Regions from separate parts of the Mus musculus genome. Here region 2 is linked to region 1. A link is a contact called in public HiChIP or PLAC-seq data. All regions are on one chromosome and are shown on one strand. Each heading gives the region's core, a stretch centred on a gene start, on an enhancer-like site or on the middle of the called end of the contact. The rest is flanking DNA. Distances are from core to core; before and after follow the strand shown.

Evidence for each region. HiChIP or PLAC-seq counts read pairs in DNA pulled down with a chosen protein or histone mark.
Region 2: a FOXA1 HiChIP or PLAC-seq map of pancreatic cancer cells shows a contact between it and region 1. The contact joins the promoter of Dbnl here to the promoter of Ccdc157 in region 1. A contact is called at or near these places in 1 of 39 promoter capture datasets (pre-B cells) and 1 of 115 datasets of contacts at active chromatin or transcription factors (pancreatic cancer cells).

The regions. Positions count from the first base shown.
Region 1 is chr11:4,156,458-4,162,830 of GRCm38.p6, reverse strand. Ccdc157 (coiled-coil domain containing 157) reads left to right here and starts at 2,538. Exons shown (of 12, transcript NM_001164620.1): 1 at 2,538-2,672. It overlaps Sf3a1 (splicing factor 3a, subunit 1), which reads right to left and starts at 2,477. Exons shown (of 16, transcript NM_026175.5): 1 at 2,281-2,477; 2 at 1,664-1,785. The coding sequence starts at 2,343.
Region 2 is chr11:5,785,046-5,791,540 of GRCm38.p6, reverse strand. It overlaps Dbnl (drebrin-like), which reads right to left and starts at 3,058. Exons shown (of 13, transcript NM_001146309.1): 1 at 2,899-3,058. The coding sequence starts at 2,981.

The DNA.
Region 1 (6,373 bases), core at 1,289-3,788:
AAACTCAAGTTCTTGTACTCAACACCTGACTGAACTGAGGTGTCTCCCCAATCCCTGAAGCTTTCAATGCTCTCTTAGCCGTTACTGTTTCACACAGAGTTCCTTCTAAAGAAAACTTCTAGCCGGGCATGGTGGCACACGCCTTTAATCCCAGCACTCAGGAGGCAGAGGCAGGCGGATTTCTGAGTTCGAGGCCAGCCTGGTCTATAGAATGAGTTCCAGGACAGCCAGGGCTACACAGAGAAACCCTGTCTTGAAAAACAAACAAACAAACAAACAAACACAACAACAACAACAAAAAAGAAGAAGCCTTCTATAAGGGAAAGACAGTGTGCAAACTCCTCTTACAGCTTCACTGACCAAGTGGAAACACTGGAAACCGTCTCAAAAGAAAACACATAGCCTGGACACTGCAACCTTTCCATAGAAAGCATGCAGCATGAGGGAAACTAAAAATTAGGAAATGTTTCCAATTTAGCATGCAAAGAAAATCAAGACATGACAGTACTTGTGTTGCTATTACTGTATCTAAAAAGGATGCCATGGTCAGAAGGAAACAGCTAATGGTGACAACAGCTGACAGGGGTTGTCCTCACAGTAAGATTGCTCTTCTTCATTATGCAACAGCCTTTCCCCAATTATTAGCATCACAGGAGAGAGGGGGGAAGGCATTAGGGTTATTATTAAATATTAGCCAATCACACACAACACTCAATGCCCTATCGTGAGGCATCTTTTCAGTGAAAATCCAAATTAATTAAAGTCTGCAAAGTGATCTGAACTCTCACGGTGTGCACAGTACAATTTACCAATCAGAATCTCTTTTGATGTGTCACTTCATTAGGAAGGTGGGAACAAAACAGTATTAAATGATTCAAGGTGGTAGGGATGCTCGCTAAAGGGAGTGACAAAGTGTGGGTCCTGGACAACACACGTCCTGTACACACTTCAAGGCCAAGAAGCTCTGCCATGTAAGAAGCAGCCTGGTTCAGGAAAAGCCAGAAATTCAGACTGACTGTGAAATCACCTCATTTCTAAGTGTGGTAATAGGATTTTTCTCTTTTAAGGATTCTAAGGACAAACTAAACATCTGCAGACTGGATAATGATGCTGGCTGCCAAAAGAATACTCTATAAGTGCCCTAAGCCAGGAGATGTGTTGACCGTTGGAAGTCAAGTGGCCCTTAGAAGATTCCATCCAAGGGTGCAGAAGTATGTGGGATGAGGAGGTTGAGGAATCCTGACCAATGTTCACCTTGCCTGGAAACTAGCTAACATGCTGAACAGCTTGCTCTGGATTCAGCTGAGGCTCTGGGAAAGTCGTCCTTTCACAATGAGAATAATCAACTCTTCTTTTTCTTTCTTCAGGTTAACACAGCATATGCACATCAGCAGCCACAAAGAAGCTACCAGGAATTTCCACAGACTTGTTTTGGAAGCAGAAACTCCTAGTGACTACACAGCTAGGCATGGCTTTCACTGCGATTACTGTTGTGGTATGTCAACCATACCAGTCCTATCTATCACCTACCTCATTGCTCTCCTGTGGTTTTGGAAGAAGTAAGGAGTCTAAGCCAGAGCCTCTAGAACTCCCCATGATGCCCCTGTGCTGCTTTAAAAGACCTTTATACTACAAGTTCCCTCTGTGCAGAAGCAGCTGTTACCTGGCCACAAAACTGGCAGTCTTGTCGACGATGTTCCTGACCTCCGGGGGAGGGTAAATAATGCCGACCACTGGCTTGGAAGGGGTGGGATCCTCCTTTGACGATGCTTCTTCTTCAATTGGCTGTGAAAACAGAGAAAAGGTAGTAAGGGCTTCAAGTCCCCGGCTCGGATTAGGCTATCATAAACGCTCCATGATACTGACAGGAACGTCTGTCCTGTAGACTGCAGACTCTCTTGGGTTAGCATCCGAGGACGCAGTTAAAAACAAAACAGGGCAAGTTTCCTTAGCCATACTGTATTTACGCAGCCATTCCTAATCTAGGGGAAAGAATGATTTGCTTAGCTCTCCTCTTTTTGAATGGAGGCTTCGTGGTTCACATAAGACCCCAGAGGAAGCCGGGGGTGCAGGTCCGCATGCTGGTTTTGAAAAGTCCGGTTCTAGGGATATCTTTTTCGAGACCAGAAGGCAACTCAGCGCGCTGACTCCTGGGACTTGCAGTCCCTCCATGTCCTTCGGGGTGGCCTGAGCTTCCAGCAGCAGTGCCACAGCGCCCGCGCGGAGGGGAGGAACGAGGCCTCCAGCAGGCCTGCAGGCAGGGAGCGCGGGGCACGATACCTGTTTGGACTCAGTGGCTACTGGCGGCGGCGGGGGTACCGCCTGCACGGGTCCGGCCTGCATGACTGCGACGCTCAGGGCTGCCAGTCCACCTCGGTGGCGACAACCGGTGCGACGACAAGATTAAAGATCACCACACGAAGTATCCAACTCAATGACAAGATGGCGGCGACCCAGAGAGAGAAGCCGCGGGAGCACTTCCGGTCCCGCCCTCTCGCCGTTTCGCACTTCCAGCCCCGCCCCGCCTGCTCCGTGGCGCGGTACGCCGTTGCCAAGGCAGCGGCCTGGGCTCCCAACTTAGAGTTGCGAGGCATTCTCGGAGCCTCAGACGCTCTGGAGGAAGTTCTGTGAGCCAGACAGACACAGAGCTGAGGCTGCGACGCCGGAGACAGGTAAGCCATTCCACATCCTCTGACTCTGAACTTCCCTCCTGACTCTGGCCGGTTCCTCGCCCCCTCAGCGCCCCACCCCTCGCCCCTGTTTCTTTCCTGTTTGGCCTGGCATTTTGAAGATGCCATAGAGTCCCACTTACTACACCTTTAGCCCCATTTTTTGGTTCAGCACCACCTCCTCTGCATCCCTCCTTACAGAGTCCAGGACATGGTGCTAACACCTTTAATTCCAGGAGACAAAAAACGAAGCAGATCTGAGTTCAAGGCCAGCCTGGGACAGAGCAAGTTCTAGATGAAGAAAAGCATAATTCAGGCGTAGTGGTACATATCTTTAATCCCAAGAGACAAAGCCATGCAGATCTCTGAGTTCAAAGTCAATTTCCTGAGCAAGTTTCAGGATAGCCAAGCTTAGGCAGTGAGGGAGTTGAAAAACAGAAAGCTGGTAAGATAATAAAGGGGATCAGGTTCCAGCCACAGGAAGCAGAATTTGGCTGTGTGGCTCTGGCTTTAGAGTCTAGAGTAGAAGGGATTGCTGGGACAGTTGATGCTGGTTAGCTGGAGCTAAGAAATTAGTGATTAAGACGAGACCAGCATCACTGAGGTGAAATCTTCTGGGAAGTGTTTTCTGAGAGCACAAAGAAGCTGTGTTCCAGAGATAGCCATGGTTGTTGCTGCAGCTGTACTTGGCAGTGTGTAAGAGTTACCCAGGCAGTATTAGTTTGAAGGCATGAAGGTGTCATGAAGAGCAGCTGAGGCTTGGCACCGTGAGAGGCCAGGGAAGGCCATTGGTGAAGGTGCAGTTACAGTTACAGTTGATGGCCCAGGACTGAAGGGGTCATGCAAAGGAGTTGAGGCTTGCCCCATGAAGAGAGCCTATGAGAGGCTCTTGGTGAAGCCTAGTTGCAGTGGTAGACCCCAGTGTATTGGAGATGCCAGTACGATAAGATGATAACCAGGAACAGCAGCAGCAGTTGGCTGGAGTCAAGCAGAGCCTAGAGTGCTTCAGAGGGCAGAGCTGGAGAAGTGATGCCAGCCCTTTAGAGGATCCCCAAAAGATCATGTGTGGATCCCAGACATTGGAATAAAAGTTAGATTAAGAAGCTGTAAAGTTGAAGTTGCCTTGGAGACCCCAAGATGTTAGAGATGCCAGAGTCATGAGATACCTGCCAAGGAAAACTGCTAGCAGGGAGTGGGACCAGCCCAGGAGAATGAAGTCTGCTGCTGCTGACTGCCAGATCTGCCAACAGCAGTCGGCAAGGATGAAAGGAGCTGACGATCTGAAGAGCGCTTTGACATTGGATGTGGAGACATGGACTTTGGAGTTTGCCCAGCTGGTTTTCTGTCTTGCTTTGGTCCCAGTATTTTTGACTTTATATGGGATTACAGTTAAGAGACTGCTTGAATCTTAGAAGAGACTTTATTTATTTATTTTTATTTATATGAGTGCACTGTCTTCAGACACACCAGAAGAGGGCATTGGATCCCATTACAGATGGTTGTGAGCCACCACGTGGTTGCTGAGAATTGAACTCAGGACCTCTTGAAGAGCAGTCAGTGCTCTTAACCGCTGAGCCATCTCTCCAGCCCCTGGAATTTTTTTGAACATTGCTGAGGCTGCTATAGAGTATGGGAACCTTTGATGTTGGACTAAATGTATTTTGCATGATGCTGTGTTTAGGTATGGCCCCCATAGCCTCATATGTTTGAACAAGCCTATGGGGGCCAGGGAGTGGAATGTGGTGGTTTGTATATGCTTTGCCCAGGGAGTGGCACTATTAAGAGGTATGTGTGGCCTTGTTGGATGGAATAGGTGCTGCCTTGTTAGATTAGGTGTGCCACTGTGGGTATGGGCTTTATTACCCCTTCTAGCCCCTTGGAAGCCAGTCTTCTGCCAGCTGCCTTTGGAAAACGAAGTGGAACTCTAAGCTCCTCCAACCCACATCTGCCTAGACTCTGCCATGCTCCTCCCTTGATGATACTGGACTGAACCTCTGAACCTGTAAGCCAGCTCCAATTAAATATCATCCTTATAAGAGTTGCCTTGGTCACGTTTTCTCTTTACAGCAGTAAAGCATTAAGTAAGACAGTCAGAGACTGGAAATCGCCATGTAGGTGGTTTTAGAGTTTCAAAATGTTTTCTTAGTGGTGACTGAATCTCAGTGGGCAGGCTGGCATGGACTGCAGATGTGGCAGCAGTTGCTTGAGAAAGGGGGACTTGAGGTTTGAACAGAGAGAAGGAAAGGTTCCTACCCTTCTTTGGGAATCAGGAAACATCAGGTAACATTATTAGCTGCTGCCCCTCTCATATCAAGCCGGTTCCATTAGAGCCAGCGCCTGTGGGGTCCCAGAGCAAGTCCATGTCATAGGCTCTTTCACTTTCCACACTATGCATCTGCCTGTGCATACTGCAGCATACTCTCTGTTTTTAAAGGAATCAATAGACAGTAACCTTGAATATTCTGTGTGTGCTCATGTTTCTGGTGCTGACGATTAACCCAAGGCTTTATACGTCAAGCAAGTGCTCTACTGCCAATCCATAATTTCTGCTTACTTTTGAATATTCTTGATGTTTTGACCCAGACTGTCATGGGATTTGGTATCCAAGGTGGCCCAGGAAACAGATCAATACTTTTGGCTCAGGAATTTAAAGTGCTTTGCCTCCTGAATCTGCTTCTCCCCAGACTGGGGTTTCTTGCTTGCTTTCTTTCCTTCATGGCCTTTCCAGGATGTTTCCTTTCATTGTTGCTCTCCCCATTGTCCCCACTTCATTCCTTGGGGACATAATCTCCTGGGCTGCACTATCTCTCCAGAGGCAGTTGCCAAGCCAACGCATGGGAGATATGAGTTCAGTGTGTTTGTTTGGATGTGAGTGTTATTCCTTGTAGGGAAACTCAGATGTACTTAGTGTTCCTGAAGGATCTCTCTCCCCTCCTCCACAGTTTCACATATAGCCCAGGCTGCCCTTGAACTTGCACTCCTCCTGCCTTAGCCTCCTAAGTGCTAGGATTGCAGGCCTGTGTCACCATGCCCTGCCTGACCCTAGCAGGTAGCAGATGTTCCATCTTATTGTTGATGAACACAAAGCATTTGAGCCTCTTGCTGTACTTTAACCACTAGCCAGTCCCAAGTGGCCTTCAAGGATTTGAAATAGGGCCAGGTGTGGTAGTAAACACCTTTAATCCCAGCACTTGACAGGCAGAGACCGTGGATCTCTGAGTTTGAGGCCAGCCTGGTCTACATAGTGAGTTACAGGACAGCCAGGACTATGTAGAGAGACATTGTTTCAAATCACCAAAAAAATAGTTATAAATTTCATATTTCATAATTGAAATAGTCTCTGGTGCAAATTGATATGAACCATGAGGTTCAAATAAACACTTGACTTGGTGGTTTAATAAATATTAAAGAAAACGTGAAAGGGCTGGGAGGTCTAGCTCAGTAAGCACAGTGTTTACCCAGCATGCACAAGCCCGAGTTCAGACACCAGCATCTGCAGGATATGGTGGTGCACACCTATAATTAATTGCAGCACTTGGGAAGTACAGGCATAAGGATTGGAACTTGAAAGTCTTGGAAGTCATCCTCCTCAAGGTCCAGGCCAGCCAAGCAGACTGCTGTTTTGATTTTGGTTTTGTGAGACAGGATTTCTCTGTTTGAAACTCACATTGTAAACCAGGCTGGCCTTGAACTAGCTAGAATTG
Region 2 (6,495 bases), core at 1,809-4,308, 1.6 Mb before region 1:
GGACAGCCAGGGCTACACAGAGAAACTTTGTCTCGAAAAACAAAACAAAAAAAAAAAAAACAAAAAAAAAAGAAAGAAAGCCACTGGGACTGGGGAAGGACATATGAACATATACTTAGGGGAGGATAAAAGTGGGAGGGTTATGTGTTCTTTCTACACACTAGTGAATAAAACACTCAGCTGGCTTTCAGGCACATAAATTTCAAAAGGCAAAAGATGTCTTCATATTCCTGAATCCAAACACCTAACGTAGAAGCAGGAGGGAGAAAGGTGCACTGGGGACTCCTGGGTGGGTATCAGCCCTGCCTTCATAGCCTGAGGGTAGACAGCAGGGCTTCCTGTCTTGAGATTCTCCTGCAAACATGCACTTTACCAGGCAGATATAGCAACAGAAAGTAGACAATGACAACACTGAGTTCCAGTGAAGACCACAGAGCCACCAAGGCTCTAATGGATAGTTGTCCAGTGGCTTTTTTTCCATCTACTGGCGCCTTGCACCTGTGTGTCCTGTGAGTGCATCTGCACATGAACACGCACACATGCACAATACACATATCGCCCCAAATAAAATTTCCAGTTCAGAGATTTTTTTTCTTACCTTCAATAGAACTCTCACCTCTTCTTTTAAATCAGTGTGAACAACGCCTGGTACGTGTATGCTGACTGGACTGCAGCTATGAACAATTCCTAAAAGGTCCGACCCATGGAGCTTAACTTCCCTACACCTGATGCTAATGTACAGTGTACACAGAGTGTAATAGGAACCAGATAAGCACAGGTCATGCCAGGCTCTTCAGGGAGGAGGCTGAAGCTAGATTATAGATGAGAGAAACTAAAGCTATGGCTCTGGTCTACAGTGTCACGGTACCAGCTCTGTGTGTGTGACCTTTTTTGGCTACCAAATTGAAGACTACCTCTTTTTGACAGTCTCTTTTTCTGCATGGCTTAATCCATCCATCAAAACATATGACAGCTAGGCACAAGGGTCTACCTGACCATGTTAGGGAAGAGAAAAAGCACACACACACACACAAACACACACACACACACACACACACACACACACACACACACACACACACAGAGTCCATGAGGGTTCCCAGCATGTTTCTTATTTGTATCACAAAGAAATGAAACTAGGAGAGAGGACAAAGTGACTATCACTTTAGTCTCAGGGAACTCCACAGTCTTTTCTGGCCTCTGAAGGCATGCATGTGGCCCATGTACTAGGAATTTAGGAGGACTCTCTGAGAAGACAACCCTAGCATAGAGACATAAAGGACAAGAAGCAATCAAGATGATGTATATGTATGTTCCATGCAGGGGAAGCAGCAAGATCAGAGGTTCTGTTTGATGAGGAACTAGCTTGCAGTTTTGAGGAAGAGAAAGACTTTGGTACAAGGGTGGTCAACAGGTGTGGCCAGAGTAGTAAGCAGGAGGGGCAACAGGAACCAGGGCAGACAGGGTAAGAGTCTGGGCTTTACTAAAGTGCAACAGGAAGACACTGCATTTATGGGCAGGGAAGTTAAGATGGCCCAGATATTCTCTCAGCTAGCGAGTGGGGACCTGCCACAAAAATCTTGCTGAGTGACTACTGAAATGGCTGTGACAGTGAGGGTGGAGGCCAGAGGCTCGTTCAACTGGAGTGGCAGCACCGTCTGCATACAGTACTGTAGGAAGCTGGGCAGTAGCATGGCTGCTGGGGCAGATGAACAGTGTATGGGGAAAGAGCAAGATCTGCACCCTCAGAAGGAACAATGGGTGGATGAGGCAGGACAATGTCAGACCAAGGTGGAGCAGATGATTCTAGTAGGAGGCTCAATGTGTGCTCGGGAGACAGACACAGGTGAGATCGTGGCCAACCTGGTCTACACAGTGAGTTCCAGGCCAGCCAGAGCTACACAGTCTCAAAAGCAAGCAAGCAAGCAAAGCAAGCAAGGTCAGTGAAGAGTTATAAGCATGGGTGAAGGGCACTGCTAGCTAGGTTGTGAGGTATTCCCCAAACAGTGATGGTTCTGAGACGACTAGAGGGCCAAAAGATAAAGAGGAGAGACAACACAGTAGAACAGAAGAGATGATTGGCCAGAGTTCTGCAATAGGGGAAGTCTCCAGGGAAGACTCAACACAGGCAAACTCAGTATAGCGCCCCTCAGTGCTGACCACAGGGTAGTGGTGGCCCCACCAGAACTCCAAAGTCCAGTTTGTGTTCCCCAGAATTTGTCCACCTGCCATACTCATCAGATGTCTGAGAAACTGAAGCACTAAAAACTGGCTAACGGAAGCATGTTAAGTAAACGGAAAGTGAAAGAGAATTACTATAGACTGGTATGCATGTAGCAGAAACCTAAGAGGGCTCAGCAGGGCCACTCCAGAAACTTCAGATCTAGTTCACAGTACTGTAATGGCTCCTGGGGTGGTGAAGGAAGGATGGAGCCTTTTCTCAAACAGGTGACAGGATCCCATTTTCAGTCCCAGAATCAGGGACCCAGACCTGTGACATCCTTGACTGAGCCCTGTGTGAGCTCATGACCTCAACCCACTGCTCACGCCGCTTTCAAGGTCTCTTCCTGAACTCAGGGTTTAGAAGACGTGGTTTCCGCCTTCCAGGGAGTTGGGGAACTGCGCGGGACCCCTTTGTCCAGTGAGGTCCCAGAAACGCAGAGCCTGGCGGAAAGCAGAAAGCACAACCAGGCAGAGATCTTCAGGGCAGAGCCGACCGACCACTAGGTGGCAGGGGAGAGGCCCGGGGGTACTCGCCGGGGGGACGGCGGTGGCGAGGGTGGGGTAGCATCTCGCTAGGCTTCAGGAAGGTGGACAGGTGATCCTGCAATACTACGGCTACGCCGCGACCTCCACCTTCCCGCTCTGGCGCCTCTCCGGCCCCGCCTTGCTGCCTACCAGTCGGTCGGGGATTTCTCGGTGACTACGCGCACGTAGGCCTCCTGCAGCGCCGGCCCGTTCCGGCTCAGGTTCACCGCCATGGCACGCCCCACGGTCCCCGCGATGCAGCAGCTTCAGCTTTCTGCCGGCCTCCAGTGACGGCCGGAAGCCCCGCCCCGGAGGCCGGAAGCCTCGCCTCTGACGTGCAGAAGCCGCGCCCAAGAGGCCGGAAGCGGAAGTGGAGAGAAGGCGAGCTAGGCTGAGGGTAAAGTTGAGGCGGGGTGCTGGTGAATGAAGATCCACGAGAGGCGGGCCTGCCCGTAGGTCCTCGTTCGTCCGCATCTGCAGGGCGTGGGCTCGATTTAGAGCTTCACGCTGGTTCGTCTCTCATTAGTTAATGTATTTTGTTTAAGAGCAAGCTGTATGCGCGCAGGCGCCTCGGAAATTTCATCTGATAGTCGGACATGATGGCTACGCCTTCAACCCCAGCCTAGCCCGGTGTACAGCGCAAGTTCCAGGATGGCGAGGGCTAGGCAGAGAAGCCCTGTTTGGAAAAACCAAAGAAGAAAAGGAAAAAAACATGAATCTGCTGTGTTAGGCGTAGAGGTACAAGCCTGTGATCCTAGCGCGCAACTGGCAGAGGCAGAAGCTTGAGTTCTAGCCCGGCCTGGGCATTGCCTAGATCTTCTAAATAAAGTAAAATGAAATATTTGATGTGATAGTGGGGTAATGAAGAGAACCTGCTTTGTGCTTCACTTCTATTTCCAGACAGTTGCCTGAACGTCCCTATGAGAGACCATACTCTGTTGTCGTAAACTAAAACGAACCCTTACTTCTCTAAACTGCTTTTAGCTAGGGCATTTTATCACAGCAACAGAAATGAAACTAGAACAGTGGGGGTCGAAGTTACATTTAAAATGTTGCAAGAATGGGGCTGGAAGTGTTGTTCGTGTATTTAATCTCAGCACTGGGGAGGCAGAGGCAAGCCTGGTCTACATAGTTGAGTTCCAGCCTATCTCAAAGACAAAAAAAGGGGTGGAGGGGCTGGAGAGATGGCTTGGTGGTTAAGAGCACTGACTGCTCTTCCAGGGGATCCAGGATTGATTCCTAGCACCTATGTGGCAGCTCACAACCCTCTGTAACTCCAGCCCTAGCCCTCATCTAGTCTCTGCTGGGACTAGGTATGGCCATGGTGCACTTAAACAATCACACAATATAAAAATAAGATGGGTGTGGTGGCACATGACTTCAATCCCTGAACCTGGGAAGCAAAGGCAGATAGATCTCTGAGTTTGAGTCCAGCCTGGTCTACATAGTGGATTACTGGCTATAAGTGAGTCCCTCTCTCAAAAAAGTATTAAAAAAGAAACTTCTGGCTGGGCAGTGGTGGCGCACGCCTTTAGTCCCAGCATTTGGGAGGCAGAAGCAGTTGGATTTCTGAGTTTAAGGCCAGCCTGGTCTACAGGGTGAGTTCCAGGGACAGCCAGAACTATACAGAGAAACCCTGTTCCGAAAACAAACAAAAACAAGAAGAAACTTCAGCTCCATCTAGCAAGCCCAAATCTTCCAAGAGAGGTTATTATGTGTGTGGTATATGCACATGGGCCAGGGTAGATGCATACTACTGTGCTGTTGGAGGCCAGAGGACAGTGTCAAGTATCCTGCTCTTTCATTATCCACCCTATTCCTTAGAGGCAGGTCTCTTACTGAGCCTGGAGCTAGGCTGGTAGGCAGCAAACCACAGTGATCCTCCTGTCTCCGCCGCTCCACAGTACTGATGCTATATACAGAGCCAAACCCAGCTCTTGAAGCAGTTGCTGGGTGTTTGAACTCAGGTCTTCAAGCTTGTGCGAAAAGTGCACTTTCCCACTGAGCCATCCCCACAGCCCCAACAGTCATTTATTTGTCACAGATCACTTAAACCAGTGTTCTCCACTTTCCTAATGCTGTGACTCGTTAATAGTTTCTCATGTTGTGTCCACCATCCATTAAAATTATCTCATTGCTACTTCATAACTGCAATGTTGCTACTGTTATGAATGGCACTGTACATATCTGATATATAGGATATCTGATATGCGACTCAAACGTGAAGAACCACCAACTTAACCCCATGCATCTCTCTGATCTCTAGGGTCCACCCAGGGGAAAAAAGGTCACATTACCCCACAGTTATCTTTACAGATCTGCTTGCTGTTCAGTTACTGACCTAGGACTGGGCTTGGAAGTATAATATATACATATGTGGGTGGCACGGACCACCCACACAATGGCTTATTTTCAAAATAAGACTTTTGACTCAAGAATCTTTCCCCTAGGTTGACCAGAGCCCGGGGAACATGATGTAGGTGGCCCTCCCTTCTCAGTGGCAGAGAACCCAAAGGATTTGCCTGAGCACAGACTGTGCAAATGGTCTAGCTGGTATACAAGCTCATTTTAGCTATGCAGTCAATTATAGAAAATTTACACTGGGACACCAGAGGGCCCAATTTTTACTCTTCCTCCTACTTATTCTCCAGTAGCAAGGACTGGCTTGGAGATTGTGTGGAGTTATAAACTACAATGCTTGAAAGATTTAAGTATGGATGCTTATAGCACTAATATACCATATTGGACCAGGCCTTTCCCCTCTGCTGGCCTCTAATGTGAAACTGCCCATTTCCTGGCTAGGTTATTATCTACAAAGTGCTGTGTGCTGCCAAGCTCAAGTATATGACTTCACATAACACATGGTGTTGCAACTTGGGAGGGAGCATGTTGTAACAGCTTTGCAGAACACTTCAGTAGAAAATCTTAAAAAGCAGAAATGTAAAGAGTAACTCTCAATAGGCTGAGAAGCAAGGAACAAAGACTAAGCCCCCAAAGAGACTGTGGTAAGGACATCTTAAATGTGTGCAAATATAGGACATTGCTGAAGTGCTGAGACCAGTACTCTCCCGGGCACTGGCTAACTTCTATTGTGGACAGTCGTATGTGGCTGAGGCTGGCCTTGAACCTCCTTCCTCCACTTCCTCCTGCATACTGAGGTTCTAGGTATGCATAACCATGCCCAGCTGAGTGCTTTTAAAGCAAACCAATCTCCTTTGGCTGATTCTCAAGTGTTAGATCTGCGGACTTCTTTCTCCTTGCTCTCAAACGCCTTATCTAGTCTTTTAGTGGCAGTTTTCTCTTCTCTCCACTTTCTGATTCACCAATCACTATTCCCTGGGAATAAACCAGCATTAAAATCAAATCAGAAGACTAAGTTAAGGTGTTATGGGTATACCTGTTCTCTCTTGGTATGGCCAGCCTGGACTATGTTGTAAGAGCTCATGTAAAAAACAAGACGACGGCGATGACCCTCTGTGGAGACTCTTTGGATCTCCTCCCTTTCTGTAGTCCTTTCTAGAAATTTCTTTCCTAGCCAGAAGACTTAAAACAAGAGGATTCAAGACCTACTCGGGCTACATAAAAATCCTTTCAAAAAAGCAATTCTTTTACACTCACAGATACACTCACTCTTATGTTTTCCTTGGTAATTAATCTCAAAGCTTTGAACTCTTAAGCTGTGTGCTTCACCAGAAAGCCAACAGAAGAAGCCAAGTAGTTAAAGACTAATCACATCTCTAAAGAACC